5 separate regions of the Mus musculus genome follow, and regions 1, 2, 3 and 4 are each linked to region 5. A link is a contact called in public HiChIP or PLAC-seq and promoter capture Hi-C data. All regions are on one chromosome and are shown on one strand. The core of a region is the stretch at or near the end of the contact, and the rest is flanking DNA. Distances in the headings are between cores, read along the strand shown.

What was found. Promoter capture Hi-C pulls out the DNA fragments that hold promoters and counts their contacts. HiChIP or PLAC-seq counts read pairs in DNA pulled down with a chosen protein or histone mark. Capture Hi-C pulls out chosen DNA fragments and counts their contacts.
Region 1: a promoter capture Hi-C map of pancreatic islet shows a contact between it and region 5. The contact joins the promoter of Tor3a here to the promoter of Cryzl2 in region 5. A contact is called at or near these places in 1 of 39 promoter capture datasets (frontonasal cranial neural crest), 2 of 115 datasets of contacts at active chromatin or transcription factors (embryonic stem cells and pancreatic cancer cells) and 1 of 9 other capture datasets (pancreatic islet).
Region 2: a contact with region 5 is called in a FOXA1 HiChIP or PLAC-seq map of pancreatic cancer cells. The contact joins the promoter of Soat1 here to the promoter of Cryzl2 in region 5. A contact is called at or near these places in 1 of 39 promoter capture datasets (pre-B cells) and 1 of 115 datasets of contacts at active chromatin or transcription factors (pancreatic cancer cells).
Region 3: a contact with region 5 is called in a promoter capture Hi-C map of stem cell-derived epiblast-like cells, with 4 times the contacts expected there. The contact joins the promoter of Angptl1 here to the promoter of Cryzl2 in region 5. A contact is called at or near these places in 3 of 39 promoter capture datasets (liver and stem cell-derived epiblast-like cells) and 1 of 9 other capture datasets (liver).
Region 4: a promoter capture Hi-C map of liver shows a contact between it and region 5, with 2.1 times the contacts expected there. The contact joins the promoter of Ralgps2 here to the promoter of Cryzl2 in region 5. A contact is called at or near these places in 6 of 39 promoter capture datasets (the 3T3-L1 cell line, embryonic stem cells, liver and 1 more), 4 of 484 Hi-C or Micro-C datasets (cardiomyocytes, cerebral cortex, granulocyte-monocyte progenitors and 1 more), 4 of 115 datasets of contacts at active chromatin or transcription factors (embryonic stem cells, microglia, pancreatic cancer cells and 1 more) and 3 of 9 other capture datasets (adipose tissue, embryonic stem cells and liver).

What each region holds. Positions count from the first base shown.
Region 1 is chr1:156,671,315-156,675,763 of GRCm38.p6, reverse strand. It overlaps Tor3a (torsin family 3, member A), which reads left to right and starts at 1,425. Exons shown (of 6, transcript NM_023141.2): 1 at 1,425-1,678; 2 at 2,118-2,234. The coding sequence starts at 1,459.
Region 2 is chr1:156,472,345-156,476,846 of GRCm38.p6, reverse strand. It overlaps Soat1 (sterol O-acyltransferase 1), which reads left to right and starts at 2,519. Exons shown (of 16, transcript NM_009230.3): 1 at 2,519-2,699. It overlaps Gm39682 (a long non-coding RNA gene), which reads right to left and starts at 288. Exons shown (of 4, transcript XR_865657.1): 1 at 210-288.
Region 3 is chr1:156,836,470-156,841,003 of GRCm38.p6, reverse strand. It overlaps Angptl1 (angiopoietin-like 1), which reads right to left and starts at 1,981. Exons shown (of 5, transcript NM_028333.2): 1 at 1,767-1,981. The region is part of intron 8 of Ralgps2 (Ral GEF with PH domain and SH3 binding motif 2); the gene reads left to right.
Region 4 is chr1:156,938,306-156,942,848 of GRCm38.p6, reverse strand. It overlaps Ralgps2 (Ral GEF with PH domain and SH3 binding motif 2), which reads left to right and starts at 3,223. Exons shown (of 19, transcript NM_001159967.1): 1 at 3,223-3,360. 4930439D14Rik (a long non-coding RNA gene) reads right to left here and starts at 4,055. Exons shown (of 2, transcript XR_003948625.1): 1 at 3,791-4,055; 2 at 2,654-3,722.
Region 5 is chr1:157,457,306-157,461,549 of GRCm38.p6, reverse strand. Cryzl2 (crystallin zeta like 2) reads right to left here and starts at 2,982. Exons shown (of 10, transcript NM_001033284.2): 1 at 2,905-2,982; 2 at 2,698-2,806. The coding sequence starts at 2,954.

The DNA.
Region 1 (4,449 bases), core at 176-2,675, 780 kb after region 5:
CTATACAAGCATAGCCATTTAATTATTTTACAAAGATATAAAATGCATACATCTAGAAAAGAACAGCCTCTTTAACAAATGGTGCTGATAAACTGGATATCCACATAGAAGACTGATTTCTGCTGTCTCTCACCCAACATAGCAATCAGTTCAAAGTGAACTGGTCTACCAAGTGAGTTCTAGGACAGCCAGGGCTACACAGAGAAACCTTGTCTCGAAAACAAAACAGGCAAACAAAAAATCCAAACAATAACAAAAACCCATAGTATGTTAGACTGTCATGCATGCTCAGATATTTATTTTACTTATTTACAAATTTTATTTATTTATTTTATTTATTTATTTACAACTAAGTGTAAAGAAGTGGGTCAGTTTCCTGCCACCTTGGCAAGCACCCGAGAGTTATCAAAGAAACAGTTTATTTGGTTCATAACCTTGAAGGTCAAGTTCACTACTTACAGACCTCTGGGAAAGGTGGGCAGAGTGCATCGTGGCGGGAGCAATTGGTAGAACAAAACTGCTCACCCACAATTCTCTTTCAAGAACATGCCCCCACCCCAGTAACCCAAAGACCTCCACTAGGGCTCACTTCTAATTTCCACCACCTTCCTCCTGATGCCAAGCTGGGAACCAAGCCTGAGTTTTTGGTGTTTTCTAAATATTGACAGGGTCTCACTATGTAACTGTAGCTGGCTTGGCACTCAGTATGTAGACAAGGCTAGCTTTGAACTCAGAGAGCTGTGCCTGCCTCTGCCTCTGCCTCCTGGTGCATCTGATCAGGTTTTAAAACCTAGCTATGCGTGGGCAAGTACTTAGCCTAACATCTGTAATTCTCACATGATACAATTTCCTCTTAACCCGGGGTTTTCCCGAACTCAAATACCATCCTACCCTACTTCTTGCTTCTGCTAGACTGGCATCCATGAAAGCCTGCTGCTGCTCACTGCTCTCTACTGTTTCATTTTCCTCTTTAGAGGACCAGGCCACCCAGCTCTCCACTGCTCACACTCTTCGGACTGCTTCTGCACCCAGCTGACTCCCCTGACAACAAAAAAACGCTCCCTGCTCAGACGGTTTCATCACCCTCCTGTTGGCAGAAAGCTGACCTACGAGGGCAGGGCACCAAAAGGGGTTCTTATGTGGGAGGCGCAGCTGAATGGCTGGCAGTGGCCATTTCGTGGCCACTTGAGGCCACAGGCATGCCCCAGAATAGCCTGCATCCCGAGGGGCAGACAGGGGCTCAGGATTCCTGCAGTCCGGGACACCAGTTTGAGTTTCATTTCGGATGGGTCTCTGGTCTGAATCGAAACTTGGTTCCATTAGGATGGGTTGCTCAGTCAGCCTCTGCGAGGGCGGAGCGGTCACCACGGCGACGCCAATCCTGGGCCGCGCCGGCTGGTGGGTGTCGATGAGTCCTGGGTCCCGGGACTCTTGGAGGCGGAAGCGCTCGCTCCGGTCATGTTTCTTGGCGCTCTCTGGTTGCTGCTGCTCCTGCCGCTGCGCCCCCCGGGAGCGCAGGGCCAGGAGGCCGACGAGCCCACCCCTTGGCCGAGCGTCAAAGGCCTGAAGGAGCAGCTGAGGAAGGCCGGTGCCCTCTCCAAACGGTACTGGGAGCTTTTCAGCTGCACCTTGTGGCCCGATCACTGTGAAGACCAGGAGACCCCCGTGCCGCCTCTGGGTAAGAGCGGTCCCCGCCGCCGACCCCTCGCTCACCTGCCAGTCTCACTCTTAAGCACTGCGTACTGCAGGCCTGCATCAGGGGCCTGGTCACTGCACCCCACCTCCGCACGACTCTAGGTGCAGCCCCTAGGGACAACTAAAGGTCTGGCTGCTCTGCCGCCCCTCACCTGCCCTGATTTCTCTAGACACTCAAGCCTCCCCATTCTTGCTCGCTTTATTGATGATGGTTTAAGGAAAGCCGTTTGTAGACATACTTGGTGATTGTCCCAACCCCAGATACTTTCACTTCTAAGGCTTAGAGAGGAAGCGCTGGGGCGTACGAGGGAACCTGGCTGTGAGTTGGGACCTGAACTCTGGTTTGGGCGCTGTCACACTGAGAAACCTCAGGACTGTCTCTCTTGTCCCTATCTTGCCATCTCATAGCATTTCCTTTCCAGGCTGGAGCCTTCCTCTGTGGGGCCGGCGGTCGCTGGATGTGCTCACTGCATGGCTCTGTCGCTTTCAGGACTGCTGCAGCGGCGGCGGCGATTGCAGGATCTCCAACAACTTGACAGGTTGGAGCTGACGTGATTTTCAGGGTTCAGGTATCTGGGGGAGGGGGTTGGTGAGTATGGAGAAGCGACTGGTGAGAAACCTACCCCTCACGGGTCTGCAATTATTTGAGGACCTCTCTGACAAGACTTTGAACTCCACGATTTCCAGAAAGGACACTCTCCAACAATAGGGACGACAAAACAGCAGCACTGATAGTGCCCTTAGCGGATGTTACATTATACCAACTAGGAAAAGTGCCCAAATACTTGCTATGTGGCTGTTTTCAAAATACTAGTCCTCAGGAGAGCCAGGCAAGTACTTCATCCCTCAGCCCTCCTGGGTTTTTGTTGTTTGTTTTGTTTGTTTGTTTTTTAGAGTATGGAGATACTTAGTGATTTGTTTATAAAAAGATTAAGAAGTTTAAGATATGTTCTATGGGGTTGTGGGGAGGTATGGAAAGGGGGTGCCTCAGTGGGCCCATGCCAAGGCATCCCTTCCCGCTGAAGGGCCAGCAGGGGAAGAAAGGGGAGTTAAGAGGGTAGTAGAGGCAGAGGAAGGAGAGAGAGACAGAGACGGAGAGGCCGGCCTTGAGCACGTGGAGAGAGGGGGAAGGGAAGGGGGAAGCGAAGAGCCCAAGAGAGAAGCAAGCGGGAAGCAAGAGTAAGTAAGGGAGGAGGGGTAAGCAGCCCCTTTTACAAAGGGTCAGGCCTTTGTGGGGAGGAGCATACGAGGCTGTTGCCAGGCAAGTGTAGGTTGGCGTTTAGACAGAATGCTAACACTTAATCAAGAGCAAGAGGCCCTTACCTTACTCCCAACCCCAGTCGTGGTGCTCCCAATTTTTTTTTATCTTTAGTTTATTTATTTATTTATTTATTTATTTATTTATTTAAAGACAGGATTTCTCTGTGTAGCCCTGGCTGTCCTGGAACTCACTCTGTAGACCAGGCTGGCCTTCAACTCTGAAATCCCCCTGCTTCTGCCTCCCAATTGCTGGGATCAAAGGTGTGTGCCACCACTGCCTGGCTAGCTTTAGTTTAAAGGTACAGAGTTTATTGGTATCTATGGGAACCATGAACATCTCATACCCAACTAAGACAGCTGGCAGGAGACACTGTAAGGTGCAGGTTATGCCCTGGTCATCCTCTGTTCTGAAGATGTCCCTATACTCATACCTGAAGGACATCTTTTTTCCTTTTTAAATATTTATTTATTATATGTAAGTACACTGTAGCTGTCTTCAAATACACCAGAAAAGGGTGTCAGATCTCATTATAGATGGTTGTGAGCCACCATGTGGTTGCTGGGATTTGAACTCAGGACCTTCAGAAGATCAGTCAGTGCTCTTAACCGCTGAGCCATCTCTCCAGCCAGGAAGGGCATCTTCTGAGGAAGAACTGTTCATCTCTGTTGGCTCCACTATGTACCAGGCCCTGTGCTAAAAATTCTGCAGCGACTGAGTCAGAATCTCACACAGCCTGCCTCTTTTCAAGAGTGTTAGAATCGGAATAGGAATGGTAAGCAACCTCTCTGAGGGGAGGTGAGATTATGAAGCCAGAAAGCTCATCAATAATTGTGGTTAAAATGTCCCTTAGGGCTGGAGAGATGGCTCAGTAGTTAGGAGCCAGCATTACCCTTACAGAGGGCTTAAGTTCAATTCCCACAATCCCCATTAGCCACCTCACCGCTGGCTACAACTCCACTTCCAGGGGATCGGACTCCCTTTTCTGGCTTCTGCAGGCAGCAGCCCTCAGCTACAGACACCCAGAACTACATACATATATCTATATACATAATTATATAAAAAGAATTTTTAAAATGGTATGTTCTAGGGTTTGGGAGTTAGATCACTTGGCAGGGTGCCTAAGTGATCTAGGGGAAGCAAGAGTCTGAGTTCCAATCCCAGTACCCACATAAAAGTTGGGCATAGCCGGGCGGTGGTGGCGCACGCCTTTAATCCCAACACTTGGGAGGCAGAGACAGGCGGATTTCTGAGTTCGAGGCCAGCCTGGACTACAAAGTGAGTTCCAGGACAGCCAAGACTATACAGAGAAACCCTGTCTCGAAAAAACCAAAAAAAAAAGTTGGGCATAGCTCTGCACACCTGTCACTCACTGCACTGTTGGCAGAGACTGGTGGCTCCCTGAAGCCTGTTAGCCACAGCCAAACTGATGAACAACAGGTCCAGGGACACACCATATCACACACACACACACACACAAAAAAGGCATGATTAAG
Region 2 (4,502 bases), core at 1,270-3,769, 980 kb after region 5:
GGCACTTGGATTCTAGCCAGAGGCCCTGGAGTTTCTCTCCTCACCTTTATACTAGATGATATCGACACCCACCTGTTGCTCAAAGAAGTGACCTGTAGTTACCTCGAGTTCACGTTTCTTCACTTCTGCGCCTCAGGGAAATACCCTCAACTCTCTTACCTTTGATTTCTACAGCAAGCACCCTAATCCAGGGCCCGACTATGACCTACCCCGCACGCTTAGCCAAGAACATCTCTGTTATCTTGTTTCTTGTTGTTCCACTTCTGCTGTTCTGTGGAGATCCTTCTCTATATTCTATATAAAATAGGTAAAAAAAAAAAAAAAAAGAAAAGAAAAAAAATAGATGAAAACAAACAAGAAAACACATACACAAAAACAACAAAGCCCAGGTTGGCTGTGGTGTTTCTCCACCCCCACCCCCACTCCCTTCAATACCAGCTGAGGCAGGTGGATGAATGAGTTAGAGGGCTTCACAGTGAGGCCTTGGTTTAATTCCCTTCCTCCCCCAGGAACCCTTTATCTTCTTCCCTTTGAACTTATGAAAAAGAATCCAAACAGCAGGATTGGGCTCCTGCTCAAGGCTCCAACCTCTGTGTGCTCTACCCTCCCCCCAAGTGTGCTCCAGCCTCCTGCGCCTCAGAGCAGCCAGAGCCCTTCAGGACCAGGCTCATCCCACTCACTGTTCTTCCTGCCTGTGGCTGGGATTGCTAATTCTTCCTTATTTGGGTCTTAGTTCAGACTACCTCAGAAAAATCAGCCTTTCCTCTGTCTTTACAAAACGTAAGTGGTTAATCATATGCAATTCATGTCATCCAACTCTCTGTGTTCTTTTATGACAACCTGGGAAACCTTTAAAATTAATCATGGCATTCTTTCGCATCTTTTCCTGACCACTCTCTATTTTTTTCCTAACACTTATCACTACTTGCAATTGTCTTATTTTTCTCCCGGTGGCTGCTTCTGTTTTAATTCATGGTTGTGCCTTGACTCGTGCCTTGAAGTAACGGGACATTCAAGTCATTTAAAAAGTGTCCTTGGGACTAAATAATCAAAAGATGATTTGGATTGATTTAGGACATAGATAAAGCAGTTTAGGCCTTGGACTTCTCAAAAGCAAAGATATGAGTGAATTTAGGGTAAAGGTGGGTGAAAGAGAAAGCTAAACGGACTGGAGAGACACTGTCGGCCTGCAAAATTGAACTTCTGTTCTTCCTACTTCATCTTCTTTCTATCTTCCTTCCTTCCTTCCTTCCTTCCTTTCTTTCTTTCTTTCTTTCTTTCTTTCTTTCTTTCTTTCTTTCTTTCTTTCTTTCTTTCTTTCTTTCTTCCTTTCTATCTACCCTACCTACCTACCTACCTACCTACCTACCTACCTATTTACCTACAGGGTCTCTTTGCAAAGCCCTGGCTGTCTTGGAACTCACTATGTGGACCAGGCTGGCTTCCAAATCACAGAGATCCACCTGCCTCTGCCTCCCAGCTGCTGGGATTAAATATGTGCATCACCAAGCTCAGGAGCTGTATACCAGCTCTGTATTTTTATTTTTAACTGACTAAATGGAACAGTGAATAGGCAAGTGTCTCTACCAAGAGTCCCAATAGAAGTGAATTTTTAGTCCCAAATGTTCTAACTGGTGGGATAGGAGGAGGTGGAAGCAAAGGCAGTTGAGTGCTTCCAAATGCTATCACCAAACTGTTGACAGAACCATTAAACACAGTTGTCCCAGAGAGGGCAAAAACTGGGCACACCTGTGCAGAGCCCAGCTGCTCTAAGGCGAGCAGTGTTGCCTGCTATGGGCTAACAGGGGAACTCCTTTTGTGAAAGATCTCCAGAGCAGGCAATTCATGCAAGCCTCAGGCATTGTTTAGGGTATTTGACTAGGAAAGGAATGGTCAGCTGGACAGATTAGGGACTGACTGAAAGATTAACGAAGCCAGTTTAGCTGACACTGTTTTGCAGGCCGACAGTATCTCTCCAGTCTGTTTAATTTTCTCTTTTACCCACCTTTACCCTAAATTCATTCACATCTTTGCTTTTGAGAAATCCAAGGCCTAATCTGCTTTCTTTACCTATGTCCTAAATCTATCTGTATCTTTTTTTTTTTTTTTTGATTATTTAGTTCCCAAGGATGCTTTTTAAATTACTTGATTGTCCCATAATTTCAAGTGACTCACTTCTGTCTTATCTAAGTTGTGTGTTGTTGAAGGACAGACTGAGTCAAGTAGAATTTAGACCACAAAGCAACTTATGACAGGTTTTTTTGCCACTGCTTCTGTCTTATTCCTTAACGGTCAGTATCAGACTCCGCCTTGTCCCATCTCGCAGGCTGCCTTTTCAAACTCTAAGGAAGTTGACTTGGCCTCCTCGTAGCCACACTGGAGGAGAGTTGGGGTGGAGCCAGAAAGCCAGGTAGCTAGAGAAGCCCAGTGGGTACCCTAGATATGGGAGGGGGCGTGGCAGTGGGCGTTGCCGGACGCCGCAGGACCACCAATGGCATCCCGGAGCTCGGGGCGATGCGCGTGACGCAGCCGCGGGCTGGGAGGTTGGGGCGGAGAACGGGGGTGGGGGCCTGCGCTTTATCTTCCTCCGTAGCCCGGCTGGCGGCGTAGCGGGCCGGCGAAGGGACATCCTAGTCTCCGACCGTCCTGCGGCCGCCCAGCCTACCGCCTAGACCGCCGCAGCTGCCCTCCGCTCGCAGGTAACCTCAAGCTTCCGCTCCCCTCCTCCTTTCCTGACCAGGTCCACCCTGAGCCCGAGAAGAAGGGGACTGCGGTGGCGGCGCCGCTCCGGCTCTGCGGGCCTGGCCTGGGCCGGACTGTCCCACCCGGACGCTGTCTGCTGCCTGGGGAGGGTCCCGCTGAGTTTGGAGGGGAGAGCGGGAAAGTTACCCGCAGCCATCCAATGCATCCGATGACTGGCAGCCTTTTCATTATTAGTGATGGTTTGATGTCCCCTCCGAATCATGTGGCGTCTCTCAAGCCAGTCAGTAGTGAAGAAAGTTGAGAATTAGAAGTCATTGCACTCTTTGAAAAGCGACATTAAAAAAAAAAAAAAACCGCTCAGGAAATCAGCTTTCTTTCTTTCTTTCTTTCTTTTTTTTTCTTATTTTCTTTTTTTTTTTTTTTTGATGTGGGCGGAGGAAATGTATATATATATGAAGGGAAAGATGGCACTACCAGGCACCAGACTCTATATGGGCCAGGGAAAAACCTGTTTCAAGCTCATATTCTGTTTTTAAGTAGCGGGGGGGTGGGGGGGGATTAAGTGTCTGTCTTTGATCTTAAGTGCTAATAGACACGTAACTTAAGCAATATATATATTCAGCGGTTTTTTGGGAGGAGACATTGTTGTAAGCTCCAGTCTCTGCATTTTATATAAAACTCCTTGGTCACTGTAATACTTAAGTAGTTGCCACTGTGTCTCCCCCGCCCCCCCAAACTTCTTGCCTTCTTCAAGAATGCAGAATCCAACTTGAATACTTCTTTTTCTTTTGTTTGCTTTCAACTGGGAAATATAAATGACTTGGTTTTTTGAAAAGCCAGCTCAGGCGGCACAGGAGTGGGGCTTGCGAAGAGCTCTGATGCTGTGAAGAGTAAGGAGAGGAAACGTGGAGAAGCACACGGCTTAGCTTGTCACGTGCTTGGAACTGGTCAGGGGTTTCACGTTCTTTCAGGACTCAGACCCAGCTCTAGGCGCCTGAGCTCCTGCTATCTTAAAGGCTGGGCGGGTTCTTCAGGCTCTAGCTCTCCTTCCTTGTGCCTGGAAAGCTGCTTCTTATCTCCTGGACCATTTTCCCCGGGGGCCTTATTCCCCTTCTTCCGCCGCCCCCTAAGCATTCCTCAAATCAAAGATCACTTCCCGGTGGGAGCCACTGGTCAGTCTGAGCCTGTTAGCATTCTGAAGTCTCCTTACCAGCAGGAATCATCTGTAGTAAATAGATGCTTTGTTTTATAGTGAATTTCACGAGGTTAGTCTATCTTTTCTGTGTCTTCTCAGTATCTTGCAGGAATAGAACTAAATAAGAGTGTGGGGGGGGTGTCAAAAAAGGAACTTTGAGAAAAAACATTAACTTTAGGCCTTAACATAGGAGTGAGTGCCTGTTTCCTATGGAAGTTTCATTTGTCAGACAGGACTCTTAGAATTGTGTCCGTCCCCCCCCCGCCGTGTTGGATAACTAGTTATATTTAGTCATTTGTAAGTAAAGTAAACTCAGATGTATATAAAATTTGCTCAAGTACTCATATTCTTTAGTCTTGTTAATTGACCCTGTTCTGTTAGCTTCTTGAAAAAGTTGTAGGGTTGCCAGGTGAGTTCAAGGACAGCCAGGCTATACAGAGAAGAAACCTTGTCTTGAAAAACCAAACCAACCAACCAACCAACCAACCAAAAAACCTACAAAAGCCTCTCCCACCCCCCCCCCAAACCAAACCAAAACACCCCCTAAAAATGTACACATTATGCTTTGGACTGTTAATTTCCTCCCCTCTCTCCCTCCCTCCCT
Region 3 (4,534 bases), core at 732-3,231, 620 kb after region 5:
GTCACTATGGTTCGTAAAATCAATCATAAGATTTAAGATGGTGTTCAAAGCTCCTTCCGGTCGCTGTTTGTTCTTTGCTTCCTTGTTCCATCAGTGATGAGCGCATTGTCTCTTTAATTGGAGTTAAGAGACATCTTTAAGTAGTAGACTAGATATAAGCGAAGAATTGATTTTTAAAATTTGTTCACTCTCACATTGTCTAAAAATACTTTCTTATTTAATGTTTCCCACGTATGTTCAGTGAAAGCGCCATAGATATGTCACCTCGTAACCCTTCCTATTTATGTTGGGTTTCTCCTAGGTCTCAGGGGAATGTGGAAAATTAGTTACAGTCACTCAAGTTTGAACTGCGCCTTTGCCTGGTGGGTTTTAGAAAAGGGGTAAAAAAGCTTGTGCACTTATATTCATATTCTTAGTAGTATTTCTCTGTACTGTATTGCCAGCTATAAGGAGGATAAAAGCTGCCTTCCCTTCCCTTCCCTTCCCTTTGGCTGTACCCTGCACTGAGAGAAGCCAAAGGCATTGAAGTTAGCTGAGGAGCACTGACTGGCCAGGTGGAAGACCTTCCTAAGAATAGCCCTGGAAATGTCCCCAAAATAGACAGACGTGATCATTTGTGATTCGTTCGCACGCACACAGACACACACGTGCATTCGCTCTGTGAAATGCCTGCATAGGTGAGTGAGACTTGCTTTCATCGTGGCAGGAGCCACGGAGATGATGGTGTTTCAGATGGAGTATGATTTCGAGATTTTACAGACTCTCCTGTAAAATACGTATTTAACAGAGCTCAGAGTTGAGAGTTTTAATGTTTAAGCAAAGTTGAAAAAACAAAATCTGAACATTACTATTATTTGTTTGTTGAAAATTCCTACCACTAAAGATTAAAAGTCAGGGAATCCTCCCACCATAACCGCTTGCTGTCTTTGGTGTTAAAGCTTGCTGTTGGTGAGTAGCAATTTCATAATTCTCATGACTAACCAAGCCCCCCAATAGAATGTTGAGGGCATGCTCCTGCCTCTTAGGGACAGTTAGGAAGGTTATTTTATTTTTATTTTTTTAAAACAGGCTTTTGGCCTTGCCAGTTTTTCTTCAGTACTGACATTTTCTGAGTTCATATGCTTAATCCTGGTGACCCTGACAGGTCTCAATCCTGACCTTGAAGGAGGTTTTAATTATTGTTTGTATCAATATTACTTTTCCAAGGAATTTCCAGCTTTAATCTGTTGCTGAAATGAAATTTCTGTTGTAGGAAATTGTTTAAAATGATTAATCATAACAAGAAATAACATAGATTAACAAAGACTCAGAAGAGTTTTGTTCAGTTGTAACTGAGATTCTGTTGCAAGCATTCAGCTGACCAGCTCTTAGCTTTGTTTTGTAGCCATACTTTGAAAATCGCAGTAGTTGGTGCACGTCTTTACACACACACCAGTGTTCAGAAGAGAAACTCACCGCGCTCACAGTTGTTTCCTTTATCCTACATCCTTCGCTGTGTAAGCCTTAGGCATTTACTGAGTTACTTGTAAAATTTTGTAATGTCACTAGAGCATTTGTGTTTAGAACCCAGCATGTATGTCTCAATCTGTAGTCACATATGAAGCACTTCATGACTATTTTTACAGAAAGATGCAAAACAAAACCTTCAGATACAAATTGGCAGCATCTTCTAAAGTTCCCTGAGAAATCTCTTACTTTCTAGTACAAAGGACAATGATGCATTTGACATAGAATTTTGAATAAATCTAAGAGAAATATTAAAATACCTTTGTTGTCTGTTGAAAAAAGCGAGTCCGTGAACGTGCGTCCTTGCCCTTGCTCTCTGAGATCAGTGTAGAAGTTTGTTCGGCTTTACTTCAGAGGTAACTGCGTTTTTTGCTCTGACCGGTGAATCCAAGGAGTAAGGAACTTCTTTTCACAGCACTAATGGACTGAGTTTGCTGGGCCACCTATGTAACTTGGGGCTATCTGTGGACTTCTCTAATGCAGCAGAGAAGGTTCTGTGCCTGTGCTGTCTGCTGCATGGAAATGTGCAGAAACCAGCCGCAGCTGACAGACTGTCCACACAGTCCGAAGAGTGATTCCCTCTCGTTCTCAGTAGACTCAAGTTCAGCCCACATATTACGTCATTAGAAAAGAGCTGGAGCCAGGAGAGGGGGTAGGAACCTCCTCCTTAGGATTTCCTCTCGCTGCCGAGGTGGGGCTGGGGGAGCTGGATCAGCAGGAGGCTGAATAGCTCTAACAAGGAGAGATTGTGTGCAGGTTGAAGGAAGGGCACCATCTGGAAACAGGCTATCATAGTTCAGCAGGCAATTATAAAATAAACATTTTAGTCTGCCTGCCACAGAGCTTTTGAGTTGGAAGAGAGAGAGAGAGAGAGAGAGAGAGAGAGAGAAAGGAAGAAAAGAAAAGAAAAGAAAAGAAAAGAAAAGAAAAGAAAAGAAAAGAAAAGAAATCCACTTTAGAAGTAGCTGCAGGCTGTAAGGAGCTAGACTTTCCCCAGAAGCAGCCACCTAACAGTGCTATTCTGACAGCCTCCGGGACGCTTAAAATTGTAAGTAATTGTGTAATGTTTAAGAGAAAATTGCTTTTATTAGCTTGACCTTTAATCTCAGCACTCGGAAGGCAGTTGAATCCCTATGAACTTGAGGCCAGCCTGGAATACACAGTGAGCTCCAGGCCAGCCAGGGCTAATAAGTGAGAATCTGACTGAAGAAACACACACACACGCACACACATGCACACACTGCAGACCAGCCAGGGCTAGTGAGAACCTGACTCACACACACACACACACCCCTTGTTTTTATATGTAGTCACCTAAAACAAGGGAAACTGGTAAATCTGGTGAAAGAAAAATCTTAAATTCTGTAATACATAATTGATGCTTTTTCTGATCTTAAGTTCTGTGATAGGTAATATACTTGCCTATAAAATTATGCCTCCTGTCCTAGCTAGGGTTGCTGTTGCTGTGAAGAAACACCATGACCAAAGACAACTTAGGAAAAGGTTGATTTGGCTTACACTTCTACATCACTGTTCATCACCAAAGGAAGTCAGGATAGGAACTCAAACAGGGGAGGAACCTGGAGGCAGGAGCTAAGGCAGAGGCCATGGAGGAGTGCTACTTACTGGCTTGCTCAGCCTGCTTTATAGCACCCAGCCATAGGACCACCAGCTCAGGGGTGACTGGGCCCTTTCACATCAATCACTAAGAAAATTTCCTCCAGGCTTGCCCTCAGCTGGATCTCATGGAGGCATTTTCAGTTGAGGCTTCCTCCTCTAGCTTGTGTCAAGATGAGTTAAAACTAGTCAATTCAGTGTCAATTGTCAAAATAAGGTGGTGGTTGTTGTTGTTGTTGTTGTTAGTTGATTGGTATCATTTAAAAACAAACACAACCCTGAATTAAAAGAAAAAAAGAAAACCCAAAGGATCGTTGACTCCCCATTGACTGTGAACTGAAGATGAATCATCATGTCCTCTGGCCCAGCCTTTTCTACTATAAAAATAGGTTCCAAAAGAGCAAAAGAGTAAGTCTTGAATAACTATTTTTTTCATGAAACAAATATTTAGTAATTCAATAGCTAAGGAAACCCGAATTTCAACATCTTCAATAGCTTGGCTTAATGCTCAATGATAAGTAGAACCTGAGTTTTTAACTCTCACTCAAAAGCATCGCTTTCTTGGCATCCTAGTTGCTGAATGAGGCCTTGGGGCTTCTCATGCTACACACGCTGTGTGCTTTCACCCCCCTCACTGCCTTAACTCCTTCCAGTTGTCTTGTAGGACCTGTATCCTTTACTTACTGGACGAGGTTGTTACCACTTTTGTAGAAGTATTTCTTAGAACGCCTCTGTCATATTTAAATATATAAGGGGCTGTAAACTTTAAATAATAAATAAGCCAACTAGAATCTTAACAGGAAAATGCTGATGGTTATTGGTGGTTACTATGTCAACAGCCATGAGGGTCTATGAGGCTGTACTGTTTGTTGCCATCTATTCTGGGTTCTGTTTTTTTTTTTTTTTTTTAGGGAAAGCAAGTGATTGGAGTTTTCCTGGACCCTTTTCAGATTTTCACGGGGACAGATAAGATAGTAGCTTCTAAGCTCTGGTTTGTGTCCCACAGTTACTGAGTGGTGTTTTCATTCACTACTACTAGTCGGATTGGGAGATGGGAGATGGTTCCTCTGAGCTTTAAGTTTGAGAGTTATTTAGCTTTCTTACTTGAACAATTTCTGTTACTAACCATCATTTTTCAAAAATTGGAGTGACAGATTTTAGGACCACATAACACTTGATTTGGCTTGTTTCATGGAAAATTAAACATGGAGATGAGTTCTGTGGAAAATCCTGAAAAGCAGAACTAAGGAACTACAGAGAGTGCGCTGTAGAGTGAGGTGTAATGGCAGCCATGGAGAACAGTGAAAGGAGCCCCCAAGGACGAGAAGCTAGGAAAGTGGAAAGGAGGAACAGTGGAGCAAAGAGGGAGGGAGGAGACGTAGCTCAGCCGTCCTGCTTGCCTGTCCTGCTT
Region 4 (4,543 bases), core at 1,974-4,473, 520 kb after region 5:
CTTAAAAAAAAAAAAAAAAAAAAAAAAAAGAAAACCATTTAAAAATTCTAACACTTACACACAAACTTGCCGCCAAAGAGAATTCCAGGGAAATACTAATCATCTCCAATGAATCCCTGCTGATTCATGCCTGATACAGAATAGACACAGAATTCCTCCTTTAAGGATAGCTTAATTGGGAATTACTTAATATGGCGCTCAGATTTGAATAGTCTGTGGATCAACTTTGTTCGGAAACTATTGCATGTCTTTCTCCACTGGGAGTCTGGAGGACTCTCCTTAAACTGTTTTCTGTGGAACCCTTTGAGGTCCTTTCTTACATCTGTCCCCTCCCCCCCAGAGAGTTTTGAATATCCTGCTCTGCCTATATTTTAGATAAGAGCACTGGAACCATGACTGATGGGTTTCCTCAAGAAGCCTGTCTGATTGGTTTTGACAATAAGATACATCGTTTGTTGATCTTTTTGCTGCAGTTGTGTTTTGCCTTTGATGTGCTAATTCTCTATCTAAATGGGTCCCTTGGCTTACCCTTTGGAAGCAAAGCACAGTAATAAAACAGTTACACAATGGCGACTCCCCTGAAATGACATTTAAGTGTATTGAATTGTTATCGACTTCTATTTTATATAAGAGCGTTTCTGTTATATCTATTAGCATTTTTTGTTCTAAGATTCTGCATATTTCCTCTCTTTTGGCAAAAGCAAATGGCTCTCATAGAGCAACTTACAGAATTACAAAAAAATAATGCTCTGGTAAAGAATATGCGTTGCAAATAGTCATTGCTTCATTTACATATAAATGGATGGGGAACAGACTTTGAGAAATAACTCAAGGGTTATAAACAACAACAAAAACATAAGTAGATAAGCTATTTTCTATCCTTTTGGTTTTTGGAGCTAGGATCTTCTACTGTAGCCCAGGCTGGCCTGGAAAAGAAGACAGTCCTCCTATCTCAGCCACCTGAGCCCAGGGATTACAAATCGAGTACCACACCCAGCTTCTCTTTTTGTGTGTGCACATGTGGGCACCCAGGCCATAGCTTGTGGGGAGAGGGCAGCTCTCAATTTCCACCTGATTGAGGCAGGGTCTCTCTCATTTCTGCTGAGACCAGTTGCACAGTTGTACATCCCAGGCTAACTGGCCCAAGAGCTTCCAGCCAATCTGCTGTTCCCACCTCCCATTTCCTTGCAGGATTTCAGGATTACAGGCTTGCCACATCTAGCTTTATATTCATCATGTAGGGACTGAACTCTGATCCTCAGGCCTGCCAGGTTATCACCTTTGCCTCTTAAGTCATCATCTCAGCTTCTCCCAAGTTTTTTTTTTTTTTTTTTTAATGTATTTTCATACAGAAATTCTTAACCTTATCAAGTTTAGAAAATCCTGAGCTCTTAAGAGTAATAAAAGTGTGGTTTTGCAGGCTGTCAACATGAGCGACCCATTTTGAGTGATTTATTCCAAATTCAGACATTCTGTAGGCATAGGAATCTCCGGTATAAATCCATGAACTCTTGGGCCTTTTCTCTTCAAAGCCGGAGTGAAAATTTTATTGCTTTTACAGTAAACTGTGAAAATTACTGGCAGATGTGGGGACCTGGGATCTTTGTTTTTATGAAGCTCCAACTCAAGTGGCTGCAAGACATTTATACCAAATGAAATTCCCCGAGGCTCCTTATTTTTTCCTACTTTAAAAGCAGTTAATAACTTGGGACAATTACACACACACGCACACACACACACACACACACACACACGTATCTCTATCTATGTATCTATGTATCTATGTATGTATCTATCTATCTTTGAATGTATTGTTGTTGGCACATAGCCATCCACCTTTCCCTTAATCTCTTACTAACTTGGGGAAAGAAAGATCAATCATTTACTCAGTGACTCAAAGGGTTCCCCCTCCCAACTGTTACTTCAGTTTGTCTGTTGTTTCTTTGGGACTTGAAGCAAACAGCATCGAAGTGAAAACTGCATCTAAGTAATTCTCCTGGAGCCTTTTGGTCACTAGTGTTCCTTAGCCCCGCCCCCTTTTCATTAGTCTACGCTCAGTTGAAGATTTCTGACAGGCTTTTCTTCTTTTTGGTTTCTGTGCATCTATTGGAGAGACTTCCAACTTAAAACGGAATAAAAAACCAGCACTGGGCTTTATCGCTTTTCCTTGCTTCGTTTTTATCTTCCACCTACTTTTGCATGGGCATGTTTTAACCAAGGGGATGAAGGAGCGTTCTTCTACCTTCTCCACAGAAGGGAACAGTGGTCAAAAGGGACAGTGTTTAACTTTCTTCTGCATAAAAGAATCCACTGTTTTGATTAGTTATTATAGGGAAAAAGGAAATCAAAACGAATTTGGTCCCTTCACAATCTACACTCAGTGCTGCTATAGAACTGTCCCTCCACCCTCCACTGCACATTGCCTAGAAAAGGATCGCATCTATTCCCGAATGACCTAATGATTACACCAAGGTGGCTCACTGAAAACCTTCCACTAAGTCACACTGCATCAAATGGTGCTAAGTTTAAGTAGGCCACCTAGGTGCACCCCAAGAAACAACACCCTTCTATTCCCTTTCATTCACAGGAAAAATTTCACCTTTTAGAATCACGTTCCCGCAATGGCGTGAAAATACAGTCCACCTGAAACTCATCAATCCGGGACTAGGGGATCCCAAATATTGTTATTTGCTCCTTAAACCACCGGCAGCCACCCTGCTTAACACCTAGAGGCCGACCCAACACTTCCGGCATGATGATGTGCTAGAGTGCAGACTCCATCATTTAAGATCCCACGGCTGTGGGGTGACTCTTCACATTTGCAGTCCCCCTCCACTTGTCCGCCACGACTCCTAAGGACGCCGCCCTCACGGGCTGGGTATTTGATCTGGGGGCCAAGCGTTTCCAGACTTTTGTCCTCTGGCCCGAGCGGGGAGCAACGCCCGCGTCCCAGGCGCCAACGAGACCCGTGCGGGGAGCAGCCGCGGGGCCCCACCTGTCCGTCCTGAACCCTGCGGCTCGTCCTTGCGGCCGGTGCTGCGCCTGCGGCTGGGGCACGCGCCTCGGACACCGGTACGGGGCGGCAGTTGGCCTCGGGGGGCATAGCCCGGCGCCCGCAGACTGCGCCGAGACCCCGGCGACCCGGCGTTCCCGGCCGCGCGAGCGCGCTCGGTTGGTGCGCGCGCCGCTCCGCCCCGCCCGCCCGGCGCGCGCCCCCTGCGCGGCCGGGGTGGATCCAGCGCACTCCCCTCCCCCGAGCGCCGGCGGCAGGCGCTGAATGAGAGACGCCGACTGCTCGGTTGGGCGAGCGATTGCCTCGGAGCCGCGGGCGAAGCGGAGGCGACGGCCGCGGCTGCACAGGTCGGCGTGGCGTGCGGGCGTGTGGGGAGGCGCGGGCAATGGCGGCGGCGGCCGCGGTGCGCGGCGCGGGAGGGCGGGCTGCGGGTCGCTCGCGGTCCCGCGGTGGCGGAGGCCCCGGCGTCGCCTCAGCCTCTCAGGTGAGCCGGGGCCGGGCCCCGCCGCGCCAGCCACACCCCCTCTCGGCCGGGGCGCCTGCACCCCCGTCACCGAGCCGAGGCGGGTGACCTGTTGCGGGGCCGAACCGCCCGCGGAGCGCGGGGTGAGCGGCGCCGCGGCGGCGGAGGCCGCGTGCGGACACGGAGGGGGGTCCCGCACCGCCGCGCTAGCTGCCCGCAGCGCCTGGGATTCCTTTGCTGTGTGGGCTTAGGCGGGCTCGTAAACACCGGGCTCGGGGAGGCGATGGGGAGCTGACCTGGAAGGGAGCCCGGACCTGTGCGCTGCCGCCGCGGCTCCCCGCCCCCCTCGAAGCGCTTTTCCTGCCGCCGTGTGCGGTGTAGACGCAGGCGGGTTTCAGGGTGCGTGGGCGTGTTTGGGAAGAAGCTGCGAGCTGATAGGAGGTACCTTAGTGCGAATGTTAATTTGTTTGAGCTGGGAGGGGTGAGGGAGGAGGAAGAAAGGGGCCTGTTGGTGGCCGTGGAGGAGGGGCGTTTGCAACCCCAAATCCCTCTGCAGAAAGCGCTCTCCACCGAAAGCATCCAGCGTCTTTTGTTTAAGATCGGAGGATGAAAGCACGGGCGGCAGTTAATTGAGCCTTTCCTCGTAGGTGCTCTGCATCCCCTCCCCACCCCCACACCCCGTCTTAGTACGCTGAAGTAGCTATAGAGCTTTGTTTCGGTGTTGGTGTTTGTTTATGAGTTGACTTTGGCGTTGTTTATGTAATGTTTACCATCCGGTGTACTCGAGGTCGTGTGTCTTTGAAGATGACCATTCGAATTTTGTGGAACTTTTCATTCCTTGCATGAGAGAGTACCGCAGTGCCACAGTTCGTTAACTTGCAAACTGTAAAAGCCTGTCCCACCCAGATATGATTGTTCGGGCTGTAGCATCATAAATGTAGTAAGTGTAATACTGTTACTGCAGGAGTGGGATTTGTAACCAAACAGTATTATTTTAATAATAATAACCTCTACTGAATGTGTGTAGTCATGAAGCTTCAAAAATGTGGAAAATTGCTTGTCTTAGC
Region 5 (4,244 bases), core at 1,733-4,232:
GGTAGGAGAAAGCACATGATGAGGGTATGTGACCTCTTGAGGAATGCCAAGGAAAACTAGGAAAGTAACCCTTGCACTAGTAAAAGCCAAGAGTTAATGATTCAAACTTGGAGGTGAACGCTTGGTGCTTGGCACAGACAAAAGCTATGGCGTGTGCAGATGCCCTGCGTGAGGGACAAAAGAAAAACTAGCAAGTCTAGAACTGGAAGAGGAGAGAGCGACAAGGAGTGAGAGCTCCACACTACACTGAGATTTGTAGGTCTGAACTGAGGAAGGTCCTTCATACTGGGAACAACAGAACGCCACTAAGCAGGGGGTTGCGGCGTTGTCTGAGCAAAGGCAATATGCTGGAATTTGAGTAGCTCGAACCCGGGAGGACAGCCTAGATCCCTGTCTTCTATGCTCTTGACAAAGTCATCACTGAGGTAGAACTACAACCACATGGCCAGCAGTTTCTCTAGAGCAGTGGTTTTCAACCTTCCTAATGCTGCGACCATTTAACACAGTTCCTCATGTGGTGGTGAGCCCCAACCATAAAATTATTTTCATTGCTACTTCATAACCGCAATTTGCTACTGTCATGAGTTGTAAGGTAAATGCCTTGGTATGCAAGGTATCTGAGATGGGACCCCTGTGAAAGGGTCATCTGTAGTGGCTATTCCTGGTTGTCAACTTGACTATATTTGGAATGAACTACAATCCAGAATTGAAAGGCTCACCAGTGACCCTTATCTGGAGGCTTGGAGATCCTTATCTGGATCTTGGTTAGGAGATCTTGAGCCATAGTGGCTATGGATTCCAGAAGATTAAATCTCCGAGTTTAAGGAACACACCTTTAATCTGGGCTACACCTTTGATCTGGGATTAAAGGTGTGGTGGAACACACCTTTAATCTGGGCTACACCTTCTGTTGGAAACAATATAAGGACATTGGAAGAAGGGAGTCTAGCTCTGGCTCCTTCGCCTGCTTGCTGTGTGAGACTGAGTAACTGCTAGATCCTTGGACTTCCATTCACAGCTGCGACTGAACAATTGTTGGGAATTGGGCTGCCGACTGTAAGTCATCAATAAATTCCTTTACTATCTAGAGACTGTCCATAAGTTCTGTGACTCTAGAGAACCCTGACTAATACAGTCATCCAACCCCTAAAGGGGTCACAATCCATAGCTGAGAACCACTACTCTAGACCTTTTGAGGAGCCAGTGAGTTTCAAAAGGTGGTGGGTCCAGGACCATCATCACTGGCATCATCTGCGATTTGGTTAGAAATTCAAACTTCACCTTGTGTTGGGGTGAAGTTTGCCCTTAACGACAGCACTGAGAAGACAGAGATGGGCAGATTTCTATGAGTTCCAGGCCAGCTAGGGATACATAATGAGACTCTTGTCTTAAAAAAAAAAAAAAAAAAAAGAAGTTCCAACTTTGAGGCCACACCCCATACTGACTCATACATGGGAAGATAGGAGAGGCTCAGCAACCTGTCTGAACAGGCCCAGAGAACTCTGGTGCTCATCAGAGAATGCAGCCCACAAGGGTGGGGATCCCAAAAGGTGCCAGCTGGAATCCCAGATCAATGTGCTCTACGTGTTTACGTTTACTGGAGAGGTGGCGGGTTGGTTAGAAGCCATTCTTTATCTATCAAAATCATTCATTTCTCAGTTCTTTAAGTATGTGCCACATGCCAGGGCCCGTTGCAAACTCCAGGGATTTAAAGGCAAAGAAAAATAACATAAAAACACTCTCAGAAGCTAGCTCCTTACAATGCAAACAGCAAAACTGGGGAGCCCATGCCTCCGCATCCAAAAACTGGAGTACTTATTGACTGGTGGATAGCATGTCCACTGTCCTCAAGACACTCCACCTTGGTTTAAAAACAACTTAGCCAAGAGTAGGGAGGCATTTCTGCACTCCGGAGACTGACACAAGAAGACTGTAAGTTCAGTTCCAGCCTGGATGACATGGTGTTATCCCAGAAATGAATGACTCAAGATGAGGGAAGTTGAATGGCTGTGATCACCCTCTCTTCCAATAATCTGTTTTAACCACAGGCCCCATTTGGGTGACCTTTACAACTGTAGCTGCATCTCTGCCTCTCATGAGCGACCCCTAACATGAAGATACTCTTGCGTACTCCACCCTGTTTCAAATTGTCATTCTCTACTACATATGTGTCACACGCTGTCACCAAAGTGGTCAACAGGCAAGGCCAAGGTGACTTCCACATTTCCTGGCAGGAAAAGGATCTCATCCCAAATTACAGCAGGACATAAGAGGAGCCCAGGCTTGTATTCTTCATGAGATAGATTGGGATGGGGGCAATGGTTCGGGGACCCGTACATAATTTGATACTGACCCTGAAGAGGGGCTAAGCAAAGGATAAGGGTCCTTTTGTCTGTATTGTTATGTAAAGTCCTGTGTAAATCAGACACAGTTTCTAAGGCAACGGCTCTGGAGCTCTCTGAGAGGCCTATGCTTGAGATTTGAGGGAGGGCTTCCTTGACATTTCTAGCCTTTCCGTGAACCTTGAAAGGGCTTGACCTTCCAACCTAAAGTGGGTGCGCTCCAGCCTCTGGTCGCCCCCTACGCTTGGGAACTAGGATTTTGACCGAAGCAGGAAGCCCACGAGTGCTGGGCCGAGAAAGTCAGAGGCTCTGAACTATACAAGGAGGCATCCCGGGGTCAAGCTTGTCACCCTACCTCCTGTGGCCCGACGGGGCGGGGAGCCACCTCTTGAATGGTCAGGGGCTGCTTCAACTCGGTGCAGAGTGCAGCTCGGTAGTGCCGGCCTTGGCCCTGCCAGGCTTGCCTGCAACAAAGAAAAGGGAGCTGGTTTTCTCAGCAGTACCCCTGGGGTCTGTAAGGGGGCCGGGGGGGGGGCGGGGGGGGGGGGAGTTGGGCTTGCACCTGCAGAGCCACACCGGAGGGAGGCAACGCGTACACAGCCTTGCTGCCATGGCCAGCTGAAGTCGCGAGGGGCGTGGCCAGCATGTGGCAGGAAGAGCTCTGGGGAGAGCGGAAAGGCGTCCCAGGACGTGCCTGCTCTGGCCGGGTGACCTGACCGGCAGGCGGAGCTCTTGTCTGTCTGTGCAGGGGACTGTCAGCCCCACACCACTTCTAGGGTTAGACCAAACAGTGTGTGCAACCCTTGATCTCTTCGCTGGTTCTGGAAAACAAAAAGGAAGCATGAGGGAAATGATTCGATCACCCCAGATTAAGAGTCTTTGAGACAGGGTCTCATTAGGTAGCTCTCACAGTGTTGACCAGGCTGGCCTAGAACATGTCATCTTCCTGCCTCTTGTTTCCTGAGTGCTGGAACTACAGGGTGTGCCTGGAAGACTATTAAATCTGTGTTTGGTAACATTTCAGTAGTAGTTCTGGGGTTCTTTCTAAGAAAGAAGTCCAAAATGCACAGGTGAATCCTTTGATGTCTACATTTGAACTGCTAGAGTTCTTGCCACTAATTTTCTCACACAGGACTAATTATGATAAAAAAAACTAAACTGTTACCAATAGTCTGGTGTTAACTGATCCTGAACAAATCCAAAGAGAATATCCAATTAAAGACAAGCCAGCTGGGCACACGCCTGTAATCCCAGGGCCCAGGAGACAGAGACAAGAAAACTGAACATTCGAATCAGCCAGAGCTACATTGTAAGACCTGTCTCCGATAAAAATAAAAATAAATTAACATGATGACACATGCCTTTAATCCCATCACTCAGAAGGCAAAGATAGGTAAATCTTGGTAAATTTGAGGCCAACTTAGTCTACATAGCCAGTTCCTGGCCAGCCAGGACTACATAGAGAAACCCTGTCTTAAAATATTAGTTAGTAAAAAAATAAATAAAAAGTCAGCCCAAAACTTAATGACTCTCATGCTCCAAAGGTTTACCCCTTGGTAAATGTGATTCAGTGATGACATAAGCCTTAGGGGCACAGGTATGCCCTAGAAGAACCAAAAATAATACTACTGTCTATATGAAATAGTATATAAAATTGCTTTGGCATTGGCAAGATAACTGAGTGGGTAAGGGTGCTTGCTATCAAGGTTGATAAGCTAAATTCAACCCCCAGACGTCACATGGTAGAAAGAGAGACCCTACTCCCAAAAATTGTCCTTTAACCTCCAAATGCTGACCTTACACATGAACCATGTACATGTATGTACACACACACACACACACACACACGTTAGTATTAGATGTAGATCTATCTGACCTATTTAAAACAGCAAGTGACTATAC